Regions from separate parts of the Mus musculus genome. Here region 2 is linked to region 1. The links are chromatin contacts, called in public Hi-C maps. All regions are on one chromosome and are shown on one strand. Each heading gives the region's core, a stretch centred on a gene start, on an enhancer-like site or on the middle of the called end of the contact. The rest is flanking DNA. Distances are from core to core; before and after follow the strand shown. Region 1 overlaps Rsbn1l (round spermatid basic protein 1-like). Region 2 holds the start of Gsap (gamma-secretase activating protein).

Evidence for each region. Hi-C and Micro-C count contacts between places; a contact is called where the count stands out from the background.
Region 2: a contact with region 1 is called in a Hi-C map of liver, with 1.8 times the contacts expected there. The contact joins the promoter of Gsap here to the enhancer-like site in region 1. A contact is called at or near these places in 4 of 39 promoter capture datasets (the 3T3-L1 cell line, 3T3-L1-derived adipocytes, the C10 cell line and 1 more), 2 of 484 Hi-C or Micro-C datasets (adipose-derived mesenchymal stem cells and liver), 7 of 115 datasets of contacts at active chromatin or transcription factors (astrocytes, bone marrow-derived dendritic cells, bone marrow-derived macrophages and 3 more) and 3 of 9 other capture datasets (adipose tissue, liver and pancreatic islet).

The regions. Positions count from the first base shown.
Region 1 is chr5:20,933,345-20,937,863 of GRCm38.p6, forward strand. The region is part of intron 1 of Rsbn1l (round spermatid basic protein 1-like); the gene reads right to left. Among named protein-coding and RNA genes, the nearest start is that of A630072M18Rik, 15 kb to the right of the region's middle. Within about 2 kb of position 2,282, at least 48 of the 459 cell types and tissues checked have an H3K27ac peak or open chromatin away from gene starts, as enhancers often do. A contact at or near this core is called in bone marrow-derived macrophages, liver, microglia and 1 more, where this site is marked.
Region 2 is chr5:21,183,406-21,187,833 of GRCm38.p6, forward strand. Gsap (gamma-secretase activating protein) reads left to right here and starts at 2,862. Exons shown (of 31, transcript NM_175437.3): 1 at 2,862-3,054. The coding sequence starts at 2,958.

The sequences.
Region 1 (4,519 bases), core at 1,032-3,531:
TATTTTGAAGCAAAAATTCAAATAGGATTCATATTATCAATTCTAACTATCCTGACTGAGCCTTAAGTCAAGACCCTCATAATGAAGTTCATGAAATCAACTGATCTGAGCAACCACACTGAAATCTCCCTGTTCCTCCCACATCCAGCTAAGAATAATACATTGTTGGAAATAGATCAGCGAGCAAGCCAGAAAAAGAAGAAAAAATGAAGAAGCAGAATGGACAGTGGATGTGCAAAATGAAATGAAGTAGAAGACAAGGGGACTGGAGAGATGGCTCAGTGGTTAAGAGCACCAACTACTCTTCTGTAGGTCCTGAGTTCAAATCCCAGCAACCACATGGTGGCTCACAACCATTCATTAACAAGATCTGATGCCCTCTTCTGGAGTGTCTGAAGACAGCTACAGTGTACTTACATGTAATAAATGAATAAATCTTAAAAAAAAAAACTTTATAAAAAAAAGAAAGTCAACACATTTATTAAAAAAAATAAGTAGAAGAGAAAGGAGATGAAGGCAACTGAGAAAAGAAAAGAACTCTATGAGCAGGGACGAGGGCAGAGAGGATTTCACACAGCCTCTCCCTGGCACACAGCTAAGAAAAGTTACCAACCCCAGCAAGTCACCCCTTCCCTCTTCAGGGGATAAACACTGGCCTCTCCATCAAATTCTCTCATCGTATTTCAGTGATATTGTAATATACCTACCTAATTCTCACACTCCTGTCATCTAAACCCGAACTTCCCTCTAGAGTCTGTCTTAAGTATCTTTCCTATACTCCTGCAACTTACATGATTAAGTAAGTGACTCTCCAGATATGCCTAGCCAGTCTCTGCCAAACTCCACACCTTCATTCCTTAAGAAATTCTTACAATTTGTCATGGTTCATTGCCTTTCCTGAGGAAGGGTGTGAAGAAGAACAAGGACAACAAGTGCATGTGACATGAAGGCAGAGATAGTTAGTGTAGCAGGAGGAGGCATCAAAAGGGGAGAATAAACCAAATCGGATATATGAAAATATCCTAACAAAAGCCATTGGTCTGCTTAGTAATTTTTAAAAAGCTGAAACTATGAGTGTCTCAATGGGGCAACACATTAATTAAACCTCATCATGGCTCTCTATTGCTTAAAATAAATTGAGCAAATGCAACTTGCTTCTGTCTACCTAAATAAAGAAAATGCCATTGGTGTTAGCTCACTTCGGAGATTGATGAAGGAAACTGTTTAATAGGTCCAGGCTTAGGAAAACAGGTACAGCTATGTCTCACAAAATAGCAGGGAGAGAGATAGCATGATAAATAGGAGACTTCAGAAGTTTCTCTATTCTCCCTTTTGTTATTTGAAAGACTGTTAAGTAGAGAATGGCTGTCATTTTCTTTGACCTATCCCTCATGTGAACACACGAGTTCTGCAAAGGAAGAAGCATTACTGAATGTGTTTCCCCCACCTCAGACAGCCGTAGGATGATGGGCTGTTGCAGAAGACTGGACAAAAAAGGAAGACAGTAGACTAGCCAGAGCTTTGTTTACATGGCATATCGAAAGCAAAGGGAAGGCTAGTCCTTCCAAATGAGGCCTGCCTCCTTTAGAAATTCATGTTTTCTCTGCAATTTTTAGTTCTGTTCCACTGGTATGCTACTCAAGAATTTTTGTAGTCAATATAGAAATACAAATGTCTTTTCTTCCACTGGTCACCAATGTCATTCTAGGCTGATTCCTCAGTCAAATGTAATATCTCAACATTTTTGTAATTATACTTAGAATGCCTTTGCCTGCAAGGCAGCGGTGGCGCACCCCTTTAATCCCAGCACTTGGGAGGCAGAGGCAGGCGGATTTCTGAGTTTGAGGCCAGCCTGGTCTACAGAGTGAGTTCCAGGACAGCCTGGGCTACACAGAGAAACCCTGTCTCAAAGAAAACAAAAAAAACAAAAACAAAACAAAACAAAATGCCTCTGGCCAACCTATCTCTACTAAAATCAGACACTCCTTTTGCAAGAACTTCTTGATCCCTACCAACTGGCAATAATATTATCTTTCTCCTGTTATAATTTGATCTCTCCCTCTCTTACCCCTCTTTCATATGTCTATGTGCCTGAATGGAAAAAAAGAATTAGAAGGACATGGTGCATCTAGGTATGGTGGAGGAGGTGGTTAATTGTACACATGACGGGGAATACAGCTATAGACAGAGATAGAGACATCTGGAGAAATAGAGTGAACATGACCAGCAGGCTGAGCTGGGTCATGTGAGAGGGGGAGGGACGTGGGCAGAGTCAGGAACCAAGAGGCCAAAAGGTAAGCAGGGCCAGCATAGCCAAATGGCTGGGTTATATAGGAATCAGAGTAGCTCAGGGCAGAGGTGGTATATGCTGGCCAAGATGACCCTGTAACAAGCAGGGACTGAGGATGCTGAGAAACCCGGTAGCCAGTATCTGCTTAATGTGTTCATAGGCACCACTATTAGTCTTTTGTCCCAGGTCCAAAGCCAGCCTGGTCTTTACAGAGTAAGTTCCAGAAAGCCAGGGCTACAGAGAGAAACCTTGGCGATGGGCAGGAGGGAGGGGCGCGCACCCTGAGACGGATCACTTGATGTGCACACTGAAATGGATCACTCAACAGCTGTAAACTGGTGAGGACCACGGCGCTGCTTCCCCCTGCTTTACTTCTTCCCCTTGCCTCTTGTTGACAAATGAGGGAAACGGAGCATAATTATTCATCCAGCAACAACAACCTACACTGTTTACACATCCTCTTAGCACCTAGTATTCACGAGAGCTGGTGCTGGAGGGCTGACTCAGAGGACAAGACCACTTGCTGCTCTTGCAGGGAGCCAAGGTTCAGTCCCCAGGATCCACACAGCAAACCATGGACCAGTCCATTTCTAACTGCCATTCCAGGCCATCCAATACTGCTCTGGTATCCAGGAGCACTAACATGCTGTACACACGCATACCTGCAAACAAACCCTCACCCACAATTTGGGTTTTATTAGCCTGACACACGTCTATACATCTGGGAAAAGGGTTTTGAATTGAGAAAATGTCCCCATTAAGATTAGCCCGTAGGCAACCTGTGGGACATTTTCTTAAATAAGAGACTGATGTGGCAGGACCCAGCCATTGGAGGTAACAGGACACCTGGGCTGGTAGTGCCTGGCTAGAAGGCATGAGAAATAAGCCAGTAAGCAGCATTCCTCCATAACTTCTGCCTCGAGGTCCTATCCTAACTTCTTTCATTGATGGACCATATGGTGAACTATAAGCTGAAATAAACCATTTCCTTCCTCACACTGGTTCTGGTCAGGGTGTTTTAATGAAACAGGAACCCTAAGACACACACATAAGAGAATAAATAAATATAAAAACAAAAGGGCAAAGCAAGACGGCAGGGGGCACAAGGACAAGGGGGAAAAAACTTTAGAAAGTAGGGCAGGTGAAATGCTAGGACTACGACAACTGAAATGTACTGTAATGGAGTGGAAGCAGCTCAGACTTCAGAGTTAAACACGTTCAAGTTCAATTCCAGCTCTGACAGCAACTGGTCATCAGACACAAGCAAGTTATTTAACTGCTGTGTCTCGTTATTCTCATCTCTAAGAGAGAATGGCATGTGTCTTTTTAATTTTTATGAAGATTAAAGCTAGCATATGCTTTACTTCCAACACTATACTTGATAACTAATAAAAAGTAACTAACAAATACAGCTACTATCATGAAGTTCTGACTGCAGAATTGTTTGTTTTTGAAGACAGGGTTTCTCTATGTGGTCCCGGTGTATTGGAACTCTCTCTCCCTGTAAACCGGGCTGGCCTTGAACTCACCAAGATCCACCTGCCTCTGTGTCCTGAGTGCTGGGATTAAAGACTGCTGCCTGGTCTGACAGAATTTTATTAGGAAGACACCACATAACACAGCAGAGCAGTAACAGTCACAGAAACAAAGGACTGAATTGGAAAGTTATTTTATTTTATTTTATTTTATTTTAGGTTTTGAGGCCAGAAGAGGAGTCAAATCTCCTAGAAGTGGAGTTAACAACTGTTGTGAGCTGCCACGTGGGTTCAGTGCTTTTAACTGCTGAGCTTTCTCTCCAGCCCCAAAATGTTTCTAAAAGTGAGATAAAAATCCTTTTTCTATTCAAATTCTAGAAAACTAAGACATGAAATAGTAAGATACTGTATGTTATATACAGGTTATACAATGACTGATTACTTAATCTTTTTTTTTTTTTTATTTGTTTATTTATTTGTTTATTATATGTAAGTACACTGTAGCTGTCCTCAGACACTCCAGAAGAGGGAGTCAGATCTCATTAAGGATGGTTGTGAGCCACCATGTGGTTGCTGGGATTTGAACTCCTGACCTTCAGAAGAGCAGTCGGGTACTCTTACCCACTGAGCCATCTCACCAGCCCTACTTAATCTTAAATATACTAAAAGGTTGTTATATTGTGATCAAGTGACCCTGTATTTAAGTTCTACTTTACAAGGCAAACAATAAATAACACAGTTCTCTCTGATTAAT
Region 2 (4,428 bases), core at 1,612-4,111, 250 kb after region 1:
GGTATCCCCTTCCCACTTCTATGCTGGAAATGGTGATTAGCTGATCTTCCCTTTTGTTACCTGTGCTCACAGATGTGCCAGCACTTCAGAGAAACCAGCTCCCTCCTGGAGGAATTTGGGTATCCCCTTCCCACTTCTATGCTGGAAATGGTGATTAGCTGATCTTGTCGAGATCTTGTGCAGCCAACCACAGCTGCAGTAAGTCATGAGAGTAGTCATGTCATGTCCAGCCATCCTCACCTCTGGCTTTTCCTCAATGGTCCTTAAGCTTTGGGGAGATAAGAAGTGATCTAGATGTCTCACTTGTAGCCGAGCACGCCACAGACTCTCATTCTCTGCACTTTGATGAGTGTGTGTTTCTGCATTAATCACCATCTACTGCACAAAGAAACTTCTCAGGTGAGGTCAGAGAGTATGGGTATAGCTTAGAAAGCTGTTTGCTACTATGCCATTTAGCAAAATAATGGTAGTAGGTTCATTTATGGGGCCCATGAGCCCCTCAACTTTGCATTCTTGGTTAGATTTACTGTACCCAACATGGATTGCCTGCCGTAGAGACAGAAAGCCATTGGATCCCTTAAAACATTTAGGCCATGATTATACCTGTGTTCAGTGCCTGAAGTATATAATTTTTATGGTTCTAATTTTATCTGATTTTAAGGTCCACCATGGTTTATTTTAAGTTTCTGAATGACCATGGTGATCCATAGCAGCTCTGTGGTACTTGGCTACAGCTTTCCCCCATCTTGGTTATTCTTTCTTGGCCTCTTCACTTTTCTTAAACTTAGTTATTTTCAGTTTCTATACAAGCAAGAGAATCTTAACTTCAGAATTCTTTCTTAGTTCAAATAGTGGAGTGGAACCTTTAAATTGAATATATCTGTTAAATAAGCTATTTCCCATAAATAACCAGCCCATCTTACTTGACAAAAACAAACCTGTAAACATAAAGACTGTAAACTATCAACAGGCTCCATTTGTTATAAAATCTTATAGTGGCTCCTCATGTCTCCAGTATCTTCCCCTGTATCCACAATCAATATTAGCATTAAATTTCTCTTAAAATTATATGCAAGTTATGGTGGTAGTGAGCAATAGAATTCTACTCCAAATTAGCTACTACCTTCCTCTGAGAGATAATCTCTAGAGGAAAATCAAGACTTCTACACTTATCAAGTGTTTTTCAAACTCAGGGGAAACACTTCTGAGCCTTGTTCAGTTCCAAGCCAGAAAACTCTGCCCTCTAAGACAGTTCCTCAGGTAACTCTGGTACCTGCAGTTGTGAAAGCCTAATTTTGAGATGTAAGAGAAAAGCATTTTATAGCCTATTAATACCACTAAGCTACTAATACTACTAATATTTATACTTTCTTCCACGGTGCCCTGTTTGGCCATTGGTGGGACAGAAGAACTATCTCAAGACTCAGATTTGGTTTTTAATCTCAAAAGTCTACCTCAGGTGAAATGAAGTCCATTAGCAATGCCACTCTTGGGTTAAGAAGGTCACTGTGGGCTGTGCTGTAGAGGTTGTGTGGAACCAGGTCTGGGAGCAACTGGAGATTGTTCTAGGTTAGTGGTTCTCAACCAGTGAGTCTCGAAAGGGGTAGGTATTCTCTTTCATGGGGGTTATCTAAGACCTTCAGAAAACACATATTTACATTATGATTCATAACAGTAGCAAAATTACAATTAGGAAGTAACAGTGAAAAACATTTTTGTTTGGTTACAACATGAGGTGTATTAAACATGAGGTGTATTAAACATGAGGTGTATTAAACATGAGGTGTATTAAACATGAGGTGTATTAAACATGAGGTGTATTAAGCATGAGGTGTATTAAACATGAGGTGTATTAAACATGAGGTGTATTAAACATGAGGTGTATTAAACGGTGGCAGCATTAGGAAGGTTCAGAACCACTGAACAGAAGGAAGGTATGAATAACCAGAATCCGTATGAATAGCCAGATTAGTTGGGAGTTCAAGTTCTAGTTACCAGGCACCAGCACTGGGTAAAGACTAGGCAGTGTTCTGCTTTGAGATATGGAGCTGGCTGAGTGTTTGTTTTTGAGATCAGGACTCATTCTCTAGCCCAAGCTGGCCATGACCTCCAAGCTAGTCTCCTAAGTGCAAAGCTGATAGGCATGAGACATTATGTCGGCTAAGGCTATTTCAGTTTTAGCAACAGTAATTACCTGCTGTTGCTGTACAGAACGGATGGCATCTCACAGGGCCAAGTTTATTGAGCACTCCTCAAGCAGAGTAAGCCAGAGTGATAGAACGAAAACACCAGGCGTACTTATAGTGGAATAGATGGACTTGGGAAGGAACCCAAGAAGAATGAACGTGCCTATAGACAAACCTCGTGGGAGGCCACTTGCGGACAAGCCAGCTTCCTCAAGCATGACTGAAAGGTAAAGAGAACCCAGACTGTGCTAAGCTAACCGTCCTTAGTGTCATTTAACAGCACCCTGTAGTTTACCCACTCCCTGCTGCTGTTTATTACCTAAACACTATAGCTGAAACATCACCCTGTGCAGCAGAGCTAAGGAGAATTGGCCCGTATGCCAGCTGCCTTTGTGTAACCTCGAGTCTCCTCAGGTGACCTGGCCCTAGCTAAGTGGCTGCGTGGGGGAATGACCTGGGACTAAAGAAAACCTGCCCTCCGCTTCGCACGGCTGTCCCCAAGTCCAGTCTGGAAGCTGCTGGCTTTGTCACCCCTTCGGGCCCTGCCACAGTTCCCTGCCAGCGCCAGCGGCAGGGGAGGCGTTGTCTCTGGGGTAGGGAGAAGTGCTCCCCGGCGTAGGCCTGGAAGGGGCGGTGCTCGGGATCCTCGGGGCTGGACCGCCCAGAACCCTGAACCGAAAGCAGCCTGGGGAGGCGGGGAGGAAGGAGAGGTGGTTGTAGGCTGAGAGGTGTAAGCCCGCCCGGAATGCCCGCCGCTGCTGCTTGGGAGCCATGGCTCTGCGGCTGGTCACTCACTTCGATGTGCTGGAGGACGTGCTCCCGAGTCTGCTCACACAGGCGGCGACAACGGACGAAGGAGACAGAGCAGGTGCTGGACGCGGGTCCTGGAGGGGGCGGCCGGGGCTGGTCACCCGAAGTCCCATAGAGGCTCTGGGTTGAGGGGGCACCGTCCCTGCGGGCACATCTTGGGGCTGCCCAAGCCTGTGCAATGAGTGGTACCCAATGTGTCACCACAGAGAGGGGAGGGTGGGGTGGAGGTGGCGTAGCGGGATGGTTCCCTCTCGCTTGCCTCCTGGGCTCAGCTAGGATCAGGACAAAGTATAGGGTGACTTAACCAGCATGAATCGTGATGGTCAAAAAAGGACCATTTAAGTATCTTAGCAATTACATTGCTTGCCCCAGCGAGGATGCTGACCATTCTTAGCGTCAATATGTTTTTAAAAAGGAGAGTTCAGTGGTTTAACCTTTTTTCTTTTCTTTTCTCTTCTTTTTGTTAATAAGACGTTTTCTGTGTATCTGTGGAACAATCTGTATCTCTGATGGCTTAGGGGGAATTTCCCATCAGATGTGAGTAGAGAGGGTAGGGTGCTCTTTCAGGCTGCACGCAGGGAACTGAGGGTTCACGGGTTCTAAAGACAAAGCAGCAGCTTGCTCAAGAGCCATCAAGCACTCCCCTAAACCCACCCCACCCCACCTCACCTCACCCCTGCACGGCAAGCAGTACCAAGGCAGGGATATTCAGCTTCCTGCCTTCCCAGGTCAGTTGGAACTTGTTTCTGATGCTTGAGGCTCTTCTGGTGAGGAAGTGGAAAATGACTTTTGTGTGTTCCCAGAATTGATTCACTTAAAAGAAGAGCATCTGTAATTTAAGATATGTTTTTCTTTTCTTTTCTTTTCTTTTCTTTTCTTTTCTTTTCTTTTCTTTTCTTTTCTTTTCTTTTCTTTTTTCTCTCCTCTCCCCTCCCCTCCCCTCCCCTCCCCTCCCCTCCCCTACAGGTGGCTGTAGGATGGAAATGGAGTCAACAACAGCTTGAGGGGGAAGAGGCCAGGTTTCATTATTGTGCCTACTCTTGGTGCTGTGTTGAACTTTGGGAGTATGGTTTCTCCTGAAACAAAATGAGAAAATATTCACAAAAAATCAAAACAGTAACATAAATACTTTAACATCTCTAAATAGTAATTTAAAAGGAAACCATGTATATATTATCCAGCTACAAAGTGAGCAGTAGCAGGACTGTTGAGGGCTTGTGTGTATGCACCTCATGATTCTTCATCTGAGTACCTCGGAGGTCTGAATATTTATAGAGCATTCTTTCCATTTTATTTGTAGCTTTAGACCCATTTTTATCTGAATTTCAAGTGAATAAAAGCATAGGCTCTCTTTTTTCTTTAATCTCTTCTCAGTATCGTGAGATTGATTCAGGCTCACTGACAACACAGAAGTCAGTCCTTTCCAGGTGTG